Linked DNA regions of Sus scrofa: region 2 is linked to region 1. A link is a contact called in public HiChIP or PLAC-seq data. All regions are on one chromosome and are shown on one strand. Each heading gives the region's core, a stretch centred on a gene start, on an enhancer-like site or on the middle of the called end of the contact. The rest is flanking DNA. Distances are from core to core; before and after follow the strand shown. Region 1 has its middle 17 kb from the start of DCBLD2. Region 2 overlaps ST3GAL6 (type 2 lactosamine alpha-2,3-sialyltransferase).

What was found. HiChIP or PLAC-seq counts read pairs in DNA pulled down with a chosen protein or histone mark.
Region 2: a contact with region 1 is called in an H3K27ac HiChIP or PLAC-seq map of alveolar macrophages. The contact joins two enhancer-like sites. A contact is called at or near these places in 1 of 47 Hi-C or Micro-C datasets (liver) and 1 of 2 datasets of contacts at active chromatin or transcription factors (alveolar macrophages).

What each region holds. Positions count from the first base shown.
Region 1 is chr13:160,043,122-160,050,193 of Sscrofa11.1, forward strand. No RefSeq gene overlaps it. Among named protein-coding and RNA genes, the nearest start is that of DCBLD2, 17 kb to the right of the region's middle. Within about 2 kb of position 2,045, at least 3 of the 83 cell types and tissues checked have an H3K27ac peak or open chromatin away from gene starts, as enhancers often do. A contact at or near this core is called in alveolar macrophages, where this site is marked.
Region 2 is chr13:160,171,039-160,177,940 of Sscrofa11.1, forward strand. The region is part of intron 6 of ST3GAL6 (type 2 lactosamine alpha-2,3-sialyltransferase); the gene reads right to left. Among named protein-coding and RNA genes, the nearest start is that of ST3GAL6, 51 kb to the right of the region's middle. Within about 2 kb of position 3,618, at least 6 of the 83 cell types and tissues checked have an H3K27ac peak or open chromatin away from gene starts, as enhancers often do. A contact at or near this core is called in alveolar macrophages, where this site is marked.

The DNA.
Region 1 (7,072 bases), core at 795-3,294:
TGTGGCCATAAAAAGAAAACAAAACAAAAAAAAAGATGAGGTCTCAGGTAAAGGCTACTTGCTGCATTTTCGGTTACAGGTAACAATTTAGTAAGTCCTAAATAGGGTAATGTATAGAATTAGCTAGATAGAAATCTTTTTCTGTGGCTTACAGTGTGACTTCTTCTTCTTTTTTTTTTTTTTTTTTTTTGTCTTTTTGCCATTTCTTGGGCCGCTTGTGGCATATGGAGGTCCCCAGGCTAGGGGTGGAATTGGAGCTGTAGCCGGTGGCCTATGCCAGAGCCACAGCAACGTGGGATCTGAGCCGCTTCTGCGACCTACACCACAGCTCACGGCAACGCTGGAACCTTAATCCACTGAGCAAGGCCAGGGATTGAACCCACAACCTCATGGTTCCTAGTCGGATTCGTTAACCACTGAACCACGGCGGGAACTCCTACAGTGTGACTTTAGGCACATCTGCAATTTTTTAACCATGTCTGTAAAGCAGGCATCACAATCCCTAATTTTTAGTGTTGTTGCAGAGATCTAACATATATTTAGTACCTGGCACAAATTAGGGGCCCAATATATTTTAGTTGCCTTCTAATCAGTCTCTAAGGAAGTCATGCTCTGAAAAACCCTAGAGTTAGGGAAGTGGTATTTGTCACTGGTTTAGGCATGGGCTTTGGAACAAAAATACCTATATTCAGACTTCATTGCCGTATGACTGTTGGTAAATTGCATAACCTCTCCACCCCTTATTTTTCTTTCTATAAAAGATGTAACAATATTTCATACCTGCTCAAGTTGTTGAGACTCAATGAGCCAACACAGGAAATGTGTTTAGTATTCTTCCTGGCAAATAGCAAGCACTATATGAATGCTATTTATTAGTACTTTGGGAAAATTAATTGGGATAGAAGAAAACTCATTTTGAAGGGAAACATGAGTTTCAGAGGTGGAGGGGAAAGGAAAGGGAGGAGGGAGATGAGGAGGAGGAGTAAGAGGAAGGGAGCAGAAGGATAGGAGGGGGTGAAGACAGAATAAAAGAAAGAAGAGGAAGGGAGGAAGAGGAGAGGAGAGGCAATAAGAGGAGGAAAAAATACATTTAAAATATTCCCTTTCGAACCTTTCCAAAGAAAAGAAAATCATGGACTTAGAGAATAGACTTGGGGTTGCCAAGGGGGAAGGGGAGCGAGTGGGAGCACTGGGAGCTTGAAGTAAATAGATGCAGAATGTAGCCTTCGGGATGGATGAGCAATGGAATCCTGCTGTGTAGCACTGGGAACTCTGTCTAGTCAATTATGATGCAACAGGTAATGTGAGAAAAAAGAATGTATACATGTAAGTGTAACTGGGTCACCGTGCTGTACAGTAGAAAATATATATGTATAAATAAATGATAAAAAATAAAATAAAATATTCTTTCTTTTTTCTAAGTGGGGAGGAATAGTATTAACACTGCCAAACAGGATACTTTCTACATAATATGTCTCTGTTAATGAAATCTAGAGTATTTTTGTATGTTTTTGAAGGAAAAAAGCAGGTAATGAAGAAATGCCCAGAGAAAAGGGCTTTCCACAGTCACTAAATGAGAATGGAGAGCAGAGGCTGCTGTGCAGGTATGTCATAGCCATTGTGGATTCCATTTCAGAGAAGAGAAATTGTGAGTGACAGATAATCACTTCATTTGCTTCTTGGGTCTCCTGAGATAGTTCTTGATGCAAAAGTATCTTTGAGGAGCTCCTTAGTAATTTTTCCCCTTAATGGATTGATGTCTTCATAGGACACATTGTGAAAATGGTTTTGCTTTGTCTCCTAAATGCATAACCTTTTGGCTTTCTTTTTAATAATTGTTGACAACTAGCTCGCGTGACAGCACTGAACACAAATACCACTGATGATGATGAATGGATGGAGGAATCTGGGTTGCATTGTATTGAAAGGGTAACACATTATGTCTATGTAATTGCTTCATCTCCCTTAGGATAGACAAAGTTCAAAGAAATGTGAGCTTAGATGACTCACAAGACATGTTCTTTGGAGTTACCCAGAATTCATTTCTCTAATTACATTAACCTTTTCTCCCTTCCTCACTCATCACATGTGCCCTCGCTCTATAGGGCATCTTGACAGGGTGTTCAGCCACTTAACTCTCCCACTTTTATTTATTGCAACATTTTCCCAAAGACAAAGCACTTAAAAACACTAAAGTGGCAGGAAAACATCCATCTGAAACTGGGCTCTCAATATTTTTGCAATGATAATGAGTTTAGGAGTTTCATTTAAGTATTATTCTTTCAAATTTAATGGTAATGTGGCTTATCATTATGCTAATAGAAGTTTTGAAAAGCTATACCAATTTGATGTTTTTCAGTTAACAAGTGCATAGGAAACTAGTTTTTGGCTAAAAACTACCTTTGAGAAGCCAAATTCCTGGAGTTCCTGTCGCGGTGCAGTGGTTAACAAATCCGACTGGGAACCATGAGGTTGTGGGTTCGATCCCTGCCCTTGCTCAGTGGGTTAAGGATCCGGCATTGCCATGAGCTGTGGCTCTGGCATAGGCCGGTGGCTACAGCTCTGATTCGACCCCTAGCCCAGGAACCACCATATGCCGCGGGAGCAGCTCAAGAAAAGGCAAAAAGACAAAAAAATAAAAATAAAATAAAAAATAAAAACAAAAAAAAAGAAAAGTCAAATTCCTAAAACATCTTTGTTAGAATGGAATTCCAATTAATATTATTTTCCAAAAAATGAGGTGTTCAACAAATGACCATCCACACACTTCTTGAAACTTTCCTTACCTTGGAGCTTGCTGCTATTGTAGAAGACTTTGAACATGTAGATGATTCCTTTTGTTCTTGAACTGGAATGTGAATGATACCATAGACCATACCTCTTCCTTGTGAATATTCTTGGAATATCTGAAACCTGCTATTATTATATGCCCTCTTTGGCAAGCTTCTGTCTCATTTCATGTGGAATGGTCACTGGACTGGACATCATTATGGCTAATATCGTAGACATCTTGAGCCTGGTAGTGTTGCTTGTGAACTCTGACACCAGATAGATGAAATATATAAGCATAATCTATCAGTCAGAGTAGTTAGAATACAGTGGACCATTTACCTCCTCTCTGCTGAATCATATTTTTCTTTGCCAAAATCCTGGGGTTGTATTAAGCTTTTTAGAAGCAGTTTTATTCACATTCATAGCCAGATTATTACCAACTAAAAACACTTGTACTTTTTCATATAAACAATTATTAAAAATCAGTCCCTCCCTTACCTATTCCTTTTTTTTTTTTTTTTTTTTTTTTTTTTGTCTTTTTGCTATTTCTTGGGCTGCTCCCTCGGCATATGGAGGTTCCCAGGCTAGGGGTCGAGTCAGAGCTGTAGCCACCAGCCTACACGAGGGCCACAGCAACGGGGGATCCGAGCCGCATCTGCGACCTACACCACAGCTCACGGCAATGCCAGATCCTTAACCCACTGAGCAAGGGCAGGGATCGAACCCGAAACCTCATGGTTCCTAGTCGGATTTGTTAACCACTGTGCCACAATGGGAACTCCTCCTTACCTATTCTATTCTATTCTATTCTACCCTTTGTTTTAGCAAATCTGAAAATCTATTCCACTGGCTTAACTCTTACACCATGCTCAGGGCATCAAAACATAATGGCTAGGAGCATGTACTTTAGACCCAATCTACCTGAATTCAAACCTTAAATCTATCCTTTCCTCGCTAAGTGGCCTTGGGCAGGAGACTTGAAGTTCCCCATCTATGAAAAAAGAATTAAATGAGCTAATATGTATTAAGTACATAGAAGAATGGATAGAGTAAGCATTAGGCAAGGGTTTGCAGCTATTATTCTATGTTTAGCTGTTTCCCCCAGCATTGTCTCATCTGGAGACTAGAATACCATAATTTCTATTCATTAAATCAAGTAACTGATAAAAATACAAATAGGAGAGCAGCAAGGAGATCCACAGAACTCCCCTCAGATTTTCCTTTAAGTTTTGAGTTCTAGAGTAGAATAGACATTGCGTAGCTTTCTGTGTTGAATATTGGAAGAAGCAACTTCCTAAAATTATATAGTGATAGCAGCTCAGCAGATCCAGCAATGAGGGGGCCATAAATTACCCTCCTCATCTTCCCAAGACTTCCATGACCTAAGGTGGTACAGAGAACAGTTGAGAGTTTCCATAGGCTCTGAGTGGAATGTGGTTCAGAGTGCGCTAGAGAGAAAGCAAGATGTACACCTATCCAGGATGCCTCAGTGTGGATAAGGGATGACTATCAGAAAGATACAGTGTTGATAGTCTGCCACTAAAGTTAGGATTTAGCTGTTTCTCTATAGATTGTAAAGGCAGGGGCAGAGTACAAGCTGGGTTGGTGGCTACAGACCATCTCATTGCCAATGCTGTGGCAGCACCATGTCAGAAGATTTACTTCTGGAACAAAAGGCTAGTAAGGGGAACTGTAAATCAAGACCTAAAAGCTCCCTGCCCAGTGATGCCTTGAGGCTTTTGCAAGATAGACCTTCCTGATTACATTTCTTGTATATATGACTTTTTCTAAAGCATTGTGAAACCACAAATATATACACTGCATAATTAAAGACCCCCCACACACACTCCATGTTTCCTACCACCACCTCTTTTAATGTGATAGTGCTCCTTGATCCCCTTACCACCATAAAATGGTTCGTGTCCTCCTAGTATTAAAGTGAAAAGCACAAATTATTTAACCACTGTAGATGAGGTGACATACACAAAGACATCATGTTATCCAGTTCTACTGAAATGCCTTTAAACATGAAACAGTTTGCTTAATCATTCCCTATGATCTTTATCCTTTTAATGTGGTATAAACCACTGACTCTCAACTTTAGGGGTCACCATATCCATTCAGATATGATTGTTTAAAAGTAACCCTATCCAAATTTGTGTAAATAATATGTGTTAGTCACAGGAAGGGAAGTCCAGATGGAAGCCAGGCTTCAGGACGTGGTGGAACCAGGGGCTCAGCAATGTCATGAGGACTCCAGTTCTTTCCATCTCTCCACTCTTCCCTCCACAGTGCCAGACTCATCCTTTCACAGTTGCAGACTTGTTTCCAGTATGGGCCACATGCTTCCTCAGATACGTGCATTTAGAGGAAGAGCAGCTTTTCTCTCTCAAGAGTCAGGAAAAATGCTCAGTGATGGGTACATCAGGTTTATTTTTTCTATTCTCTCTAATTTTAAACCAATTATTGCACAGAGTTGTGGGGTTATCCTTGGATCAAGCACACCTCCCTAGAGCAGATATTAATTCCCCAAACCATATTGCTGCTACACGGTGGGGGAAGCCATAGAACGGGGGAGTTGACTACCAGGACTGCTTTTGCTGAATCTGAAGTACACAGTGGAGCCTGTTGCCAGAAAACACAAATTATATCTAAATTTTCATGCCATTTCAGGGGTCTCAGGGCCTCCTGAAGCACACTTACACCTCCTCTAGGAGTCTAGGAACCTCAAGGTTATAAACTCAACACTGACCCAAGTGCAGCCCTTCTAAGAATCTGCTTTTCTTCTTCTTACTCTGGGGCCCAAAATTGCCACCACTCTCCCTTTGGTCTCCAGAGAAGCAAGGGCATCATGTACATGCCAGGATGCTTGTTGGACTTAACCTGATGTAGGAAATCAACTCCTTCAGGTATGCCAGCTTCATTCTTTCTCCTTCCTTTCACATCTGCTTTTCTTCCACCTCTCCACACACTCCATAGATCCCCAAGCATGGAGGCCCATCCAGTTTTCAGGTCACATTTACCCTTCCCATCTTTTTGCCTTAAATTCCTTCTTAAAAATTATTTTCTTAGTGCCTACATTCTGCATTAAAATATCACAACTCCTAAAGTTCAAATTGATTAAACATTTAAGGTGGAGCAGGCCTACCAATATGCACTTGTGTACATTAAATTACATAATCTCTTGACAACAACTTTATAGAAAAAGCATTATATGCCTTATTTTAAGGTGAGGAAGTCACTGTACAGAAAGGTTAGTTAGCAAAGGGCAGAGTTGGGATCTGAACACAGATTTTCATTTAACTCTAGGTCATACGTTCTTTCCATAGCTCCCTCACATTCCTAGACTTTCTATGCTACTCTTACACCTGTTTCAACCTCAGTTTGGGGACATGACAAAAAAGACTCCAAATTGCCAAAGGAGTCTTTGTTAAGTACCTCTTAGCATTTTAAATATTTAAAGTCTCACATTTACATTAAACCATGAAAATATCAGTTCTTGATCCAGAGTTCACTCTTCAAATTTACAATTGTTGTATGGGAGGGAGGAATTTCATCCTAGCTTCATAATGGATGCTCTCAAAAAAGGGGCCTTTTTTTCCCCCACCAATCATAAAATTTAATCTTTTTTCATTTCCTCTACTTCTCAAAAGGTCTTAATCTGACCTAGTAGTCTGAAATATGTGGCATGTGTGATTTTTAAGCAAAAAACACAATCATTTTCTGTCCTTTTTTTAGCTCTCTCTGAAACTCTCCTTTAGCTTTTCTAACCTCATTCATGGAGACCAGCCATCTTCTCCACATTCCAGTCGGGGGAGTGGATTCACAGACAGAAACAATCTTTCTACAATGCTGTGATTATGAAGAGAGACAGAGCTCTCCTTTCAAAGCCCCTTGCTTTCACACTGCAGTTCTGTGATGCTGATAACAAAATCAAATAACCTTCCTTTTCTTGAGTCAGAAAAAAACCTTGCTCTTTGCAATGTGTAAAAATAGCAGCCGCAAAATTGAATGTGACACAATGTATGTAGGGCTGGAACAGAAAACTGAAGCTTGAGTATCTTCACAGTCTTGAGACTAGATTGTTGGAATGACAACTAAGAGAATTGGCAGGTAAATAGGGAAAGGACTGGGGTAATATCAAAAGAATTTAGCAACTGGCATGGTAGTTGCAACTGTCAGAGCAGATGCAATCCTTAGGCCTGATACAGGGCCCTAGAAGCCTACAGCCAAGCCAAGGGCCTCCTGTTTAGATGCTGGAGAGTAGGGAGGTCTGGAGAGCTATGGGGGAAGTGCCACA
Region 2 (6,902 bases), core at 2,368-4,867, 130 kb after region 1:
GGTGCTGCTATGAGCTGTGGTGTAGGTTGCAGACGTGGCTTGGATCCTGCGTTGCTGTGGCTCTGGCATAGGCCGGCAGCTATGACTCCAATTAGACCCCTAGCCTGGGAACCTCCATATGCTATGGGAGCGACCCAGGAAATGGCAAAAAGACAAAAATAAAAAATAAAAATAAATAAAAAGTCGTGAATAATCAACATCTGTTACAAAAAGATCCTGAGTTTCACAGATGGCAGGGATTGGGTGGGGGGCAACTGTCCAGCAAGCCCTCCTGGAGGGTACACCCTAAAATCTCCCATGATGGACATGTCACGACTGTTCTAGAGGTGCTTCTTTTTAAAATCTGATTGTCTTTAACTACAAAAGTTACATTTCCAGATGCTCTTTCTATACAGATTTGACATAAATCCCAATTCTAGGAAGCCACTCTGTCCAAGGTGCCCTGCAGCCAGGTGGCTTGAAGAAGATGGGAACAATGGTCAAGTTCCAAACCCTTTCCTCTCTGGGTCTATAGCCATCACCCTCACCAGACACTCCCAGGAGTGCTCTACAGCAAGGAGCAATTCCCCTGCCCCAGCTTGCTGCTTTTCTTTCCATAACCCCAAGCCAGTTTAATGCAAATCAGAGGCTGGCTCCATCTCCCCACAGGAATGCTAAATGAGGCTGGGCACTGGGGAGGGAGTGGTTAGGAATGGGCAGGATGGAAATAACTGCTCTGTTCCTTTGAAGTAACCTGTGTGGAGGTAAAGGAGGAATATCTATAATTTGGCATCTAGACTAACCCTCCACCCTGGAAAGAAGGCTGGAGGATACACCCCTCCCAGCAACCATCCTGCCCTGGGGTCCCCAGCCTGAACCAGGCTGTCTGACTCCAACACCACCAAATGTCCATGGCAGAGCCAGGAGCACAAGCCACCACCATGTCCCTAAGGGTCTTGTCCTGGAGCCTCAACAAAGGACTCCTGCCCCACAGGCATAATCTCTGAAGCTGACCTCAGAAAGTGGGAACTCGGCTCAGTGCCACACACAGCCAGTTTGATAATCACTAAACCAGAAGTTTCCCTCAGTGTCACCTGCATCAGGCTGCACTACAGTTTGTCATCAAACCCCAGATCATGTGTGGCCAAAAAGCATCACAGTAAGAGAAGCTACCATCTCTCCAACTCACACGTCTCATCTCTGGTCTCCTCTCAGACTCAAGGTCTGCATCTCTCTCACAAACCCTACCAAGCCTTCCAACCAAAAGAAAAGGAGTGTTGAGGGAGCAAGCAGATCTCTTTTATGGGAGCCCCAAGGCTTAGTTCCAGAGAGAGGGTCATTCCTTCTCCCCAGTCGCTCCAACCTCCATCTAGTGGGGAAAAAAGAAAGCAACCATATGGACACTGCCTCACCTAAGACAGTTCCAGTTCCAAAGATGCTTTCCGGAGTTCCCATTGCGGCCCAGTGGAAATGAATCCATCTAGCATCCATGAGGATGTGGGTTTGATCCCTGGCCTTGATAGTGGGTTGGGGATCTGGTGTCGTCATGAGCTATTCACAGACATAGCTTGGAATCTGGCCTGGCTTTAGCATAGGCTTCGATTCGACCCCTAGCCTGGGAATTTCCATATCCCACAGGTGCAGCCCTAAGAAGGAAAAACAAAAAGATGCTTTTCAGTTCAATTCCACATTTGAGGAATTTCCCTTTCTATTTTCTTCCCATCAGCATTGTAGGGGGCAGGTGGAAGTAGGGAAAGCCTCTCACCATTGGAAAAGTTCACTGATGCCTTTAAAAGGAAATCTTGTCAATGAAATACTTTCCTCCTGGCAAGGGATATTACAAAGACCCAGACATTTTTCTGAAAATCATACCTAACACTTGAAACTCTCTTATGAGTGTGCCTAAGCCTATTCTTTGGCAATAATGTCTTCCCCACAGCTGGTGCCCCTGTGACTCTAGGAAATGTGTAATAGAACAGATAAGCAGTCTGAACCACACACCCTATACTCTCTCGCTTCCCTCCCTCCCCAGCAAGTACCCCCGTGTTACCAAAGGAGAGGTTCATCCCGTCCTTGGCCTCACCCACCTGGCCTGTGCTCCTGGTTCTCCTGTTCCCTTAGGTGTGAATCAGTAACTTCCAGTGTCCTTTGGGTGACTGTATAACTAAACCATATTTAATCTACACAACATTCATGCACAAATAGTTGCAGTGAATGGTGAACCCTAAAAGGGAAATATATTATCCTTTATATTTTTGTATCTGCTAATCTAAAACTTCTAATTCACAGGCTGTGCAATTTAGAAATTGGTTTGTTGTCACATTAAGTGTGACCTTGTGTCTGGGGAAGCAGGTACCTGTTCTTCCTTCCTCCACCCTGGAAACAGAGAAATACATGTGCCTCAAATCATTCACCCAGAAAACAAAATCATTCCAGAGTACTTGAACCTGTTAATGGAAAATCTGGGAAGCTGCTGAAATAGGAATGGTAAGAACTTACACTTCCCCAGGTGAAAGGCATAGCTCTCATCAAGTCAGGAAAATCTAGACAAGTTACTAACTTAAGTGGGGTGAAACATCCACACCAACTATGGAGAGAAAGTAAACCTGAACTGCCCATTTCAAATTGTCTGTGGTCTGTCTGCTTTTCTGAAGGCTTTCTGACTTTCAGGTTTCCCTTCAGCAGCATCATATACATTAAAGTGTTTCACTCCATCTTCAATGTAACAACCTCTGGCAGATCCCACTGGTCATATTTCCATTACCCACCAGCCCTCCTGCCTTGCTGTCAGAGCCCTGCATTCACAAACCTAGCTGTGGTGAGTGGATTCCTCTGCCAATGGTTGGTTAGATGTGGCCACGTGACCCATCCCTGGGAAATAAATTTTAGGGAGGTCCATTAGATGCTCTGGGCAAGATTTTACTCTCAGCAAGAGGATGGTTTGAGCAGAATACTTTCCTTTTATCCACCCTTCCTTTCTGCTTAGATACTGACACATGATAACAAGGTGAGGGCAGCTAAAGTCATCTTGCACCTAAAAGGGAAAGACAGAGAGAGCCACCAAGAAGCTGCTCTGACATCACTGAGCCACTAATTCAATACTATCACCAGAGCCACTCCATCCAGATGAGCAGGTTGTACACAGTCCACCTAGAGGGGTGCCCCTCAGATAACTACACGTGTGAACGGGCACTCCCTGGGTTGGTGTAATTGAGGCTGTGCAGCTCTGGGCGGCCTGCCCTATAAGTTATAACTACAGACCTGCAGACCCAAACCACATATCTCTGTGTTATGGAAGATAATAAATGTTTGCTCTGTTCAAACCACTCTTAGGAAGAGTATTACTTGCAACTCAAAGATCCCAAAACCCTGTGCAGCAGCCTGGGGGTGGAGAGCTCACTGGTACTTCTGGCTTCCCCATTCAGCACCTCTGGGACCTTGGCCTCATGACCTAACCTCCGGGATCTCAATACGCCCTTCACAAAGTAAGGGAATCACTGAGCTCTCACATGTTGTTGTTCTGTGTTTGCATGGGGCCATTTTCTCCAGCCTGTGTTCCAGTTTCTATTTCTCTATCCAACTTCTGACTACAGCAGTTGCTACAGAACACACATGTGTTTCTCTTCACCACATATGACTCACTTGGTTGATATAGAATCACAACCTCCCATCACCCTCATTCCTCCTCTTGGCTGAAAATGTTGTCACCTAAAGACATGCAAAACAAGAGGATGTCCATTGAAGCAGACATTGCTGTTACTTACAGAGCTTGGGCCCTTTTTAATAAATACATTGCTGACGTCTTACATTATCTAAGGCCATGTTCCTGCTCTGGCTGGTTGCCAGTCTAGCCCAGTTCTGCTGATGCTGACATAATGGATTCTGCCTGGGTGAGCAACCAGGCCACTTTCCTAAATCCCCATCCATTTAGCAAGCAAATGACTTAACAGGTGCTTCCATTAAGTAAGATATTTATGTTTAGTTACTCTATAACTACCTATTCAGTACTCAAGCACCCTTCACAGAATCTGGTGTGCTCGTAGAATGCAACGGAGGTGGCTGGGGGTGAAGAACTGGTTCCTGTACTTTTAAAGTGGGAACTGAGATTTTGTGACTCAGGGTTTCTGCTGCTCTGGCTATGGAAGGATGTGCTCCCACGGAGGAGAAAGCAACAGTCCTCAGAACCAGGGTGCAAACTGGTGCTAAAGAGTTCCACAGACAGCCAGGAAGGGTCAGGACCTCATAACAGAGGAACATTTGAAGTACTGCTTTCCTGAGATGTAATTCCCTTAAAATATCTTCAATGACTAGTGAAGTTTATAAGAAGCATGACCACCTTGTGTGAGCTGTGCTTTTGGAGAATAGCAAGGAACCTGGGTCCTGAGAAATCAACAGCAGCAACATATTTGAAAAGATGTCCAAGAGAGCTGGAGTTGTGTCCCTCCATACCCTTTGTTCTAGGCATGGCATCATGGTGCCTTCCAAACAAAGCGGCTAGAGGGCACTTCGATCCTCCCTGCTCCATTTTAAAAGATTTTTATTTGTTGTACTAAAATACAATTCACATGCCAAAAAACTCACCCTTTTAAATAATAAAAGAGGATTTTAGCATATTTACAAAGCTGTGCAACATAGTCCCCACTAATTCACAACATTTTCATCACCAGGATACCCCATGGCCAGTAGCAGCCACTCAATTTCCACTCCCATCCCCATCTTTGGCACCAACTAATCTTTCAAGCTCTATAGATTTGTCTATTCTGGACAGTTCACATAAATGGAGTCATACAATAGGGTCTTTTGTGACTGGCTTCTTCCATGTGGTACAGTGTTTTGAAGGTTCATTCGTGCTACAGCATGAATCAATACTGCATTCTTTTTCATGGCTTAATAATATTCCATTGTATAAAGAGACATTGAATTTATCCATTCAGCAGGTGTTAGACATTTGGGTTGTTTCCACTCTGGGGCTATTATGAGCAATGCTGCTATGAACCCACATGCACAAGTTTCATAGGGTCATATGTTTTCAACTTAAGCTTCTACTTTGAAATAACTCTGAATCCTGAGGAAGTTGCAAAAATAATACTGAGAAGTACTTCATCCACTTTCTTCCAATGGTTTCATTGACTTAACTATTGAATAAAGGTTACACCTACTTAATGATTAACTATTAAAATTGGCCATGGTATAATGTGCCAGTCCACCTCCTCTTTCATAAGAAACCAAGGTTCAGACACTCGGAAACTCACCCAAGGTCACACAGCAGTTACAACTGACCTGCTGGCTCTAGTGATTTTTCACAAGTGCTGACCACTCTATTTAGATGGCCCATGCCCACTCCCCTCCTCTCCCCACAAAAAAATAAAACCAACCTGTTTTTTTTATTAAGCTATCCTTTTCTATCATTATAATCATTCCTCTGCTGCCAAAGTTCTGGGAGCTAGTATGTTTGTTTGTTTTTTGTTTTTAAGGGCTGCACTCACAGCATATGGAAGTTTCCAGGGTAGGAGTCGAATCAGAGCTGCAGATGCTGGCCTACATCACAGCTACAGCAACTCGGGATCTGAGCCACATCTTCAACCTACACCACAGCTCACGGCAAGGATGGATCCTTAACCAACTGAGAGGGGTCAGAGATCAAACCTGCATCCTCATGAATACTAGCCGGGTTCATTACCGCTGAGCCACAATGGGAACTCCTCTGAAAGCTAGTTTGAGTATTTCCGTAAAAGGAGGAACATGAAAAGAACAAACACAAAAAGGTTACTTTAATAATTATTTTAAAGTGGTTTGTCTTTTTGGGACTATCTAGAAGTGGTGGTTGCACAATTGTGAATGTACTAAATGCCACTGAATTATTCTTGTTAAAGTGGTTCACTTTATGTTATGTGAATTTTGCCTTAACAACCAAAAAATGGTTAACATTTCATTGAGATTTTTCTCTTTCCCATACTTGGGATATGCTGACTCACAGGCAGAATTATAAAGAAGGCCACAGGGAGGAATAGCAGAGTCACAAAAGAGAAGGCTTGGTCCCTGAGAATGCTTACCCATAGGCTTCATTTACATGACAATTGTGAGAAAGAGGAAAAGTCATATCTTGTAAATGCAATGGATACTTGGAGATTTTTGCATTCACAATGGTATCTATCCCCACTGAGGGCATGATTCAAGTAAAGGATTCTGATTTGAAACAACCAAAAATGGGAGTGCACATTGTGGCACAGCAGAAATGAATCCAACTAGTATCCATGAGGATGTGGGTTTGATCCCTGGCCTCAATCAGTGGGTTGGGGATCCAGCGTTGCAGTGAGCTTAGTGTAGGTTGCAGACATAGCTCAGATCTGGTGTTCCTGTGGCATGGTGTAGGCTATTCAACCCCCAGCCTGGGAACTTACATATGCTGCAGATGCAGCCATTAAAAAAAAAAGACACACAAAAAAAATTACTTGGGGAACAGACTGAGTTGCCGTGAGACAGCAACAGGCAGTTGAGTGTATTCTGCCTTTCTGGGATTTACTTAAAATGTATCGCTCAGGCATGAGCTGGCCTGGTATTATCTTTGGGTTGTATCATGGGTTTCAGGCAAATGTAGAATGTAGAGTGTAGATAAAATTTATTATGTGAATTCCTCCTAAAAGTTAATATATAAATGAAAATAGCATTGTCATAAATATACACTTACCTACTTTCAAAATACTCCTGGAGTTCCTGTCATGGCTCAGTGGTTAACGAACCTGACTAGCATCCATGAGGATGCGGGTTCGATCCCTGTCCTCACCCAGTGGGTTAAGGATCTGGCGTTGCCATGAGCTGTGGTGTAGGTCACAGATGCGGCTTGGATCCCGTGTTGCTGTGGCTCTGGCGTAGGCCTGGGAACCTCTATATGCCACGAGTGTGGCCCTAAAAGACAAAAAGAT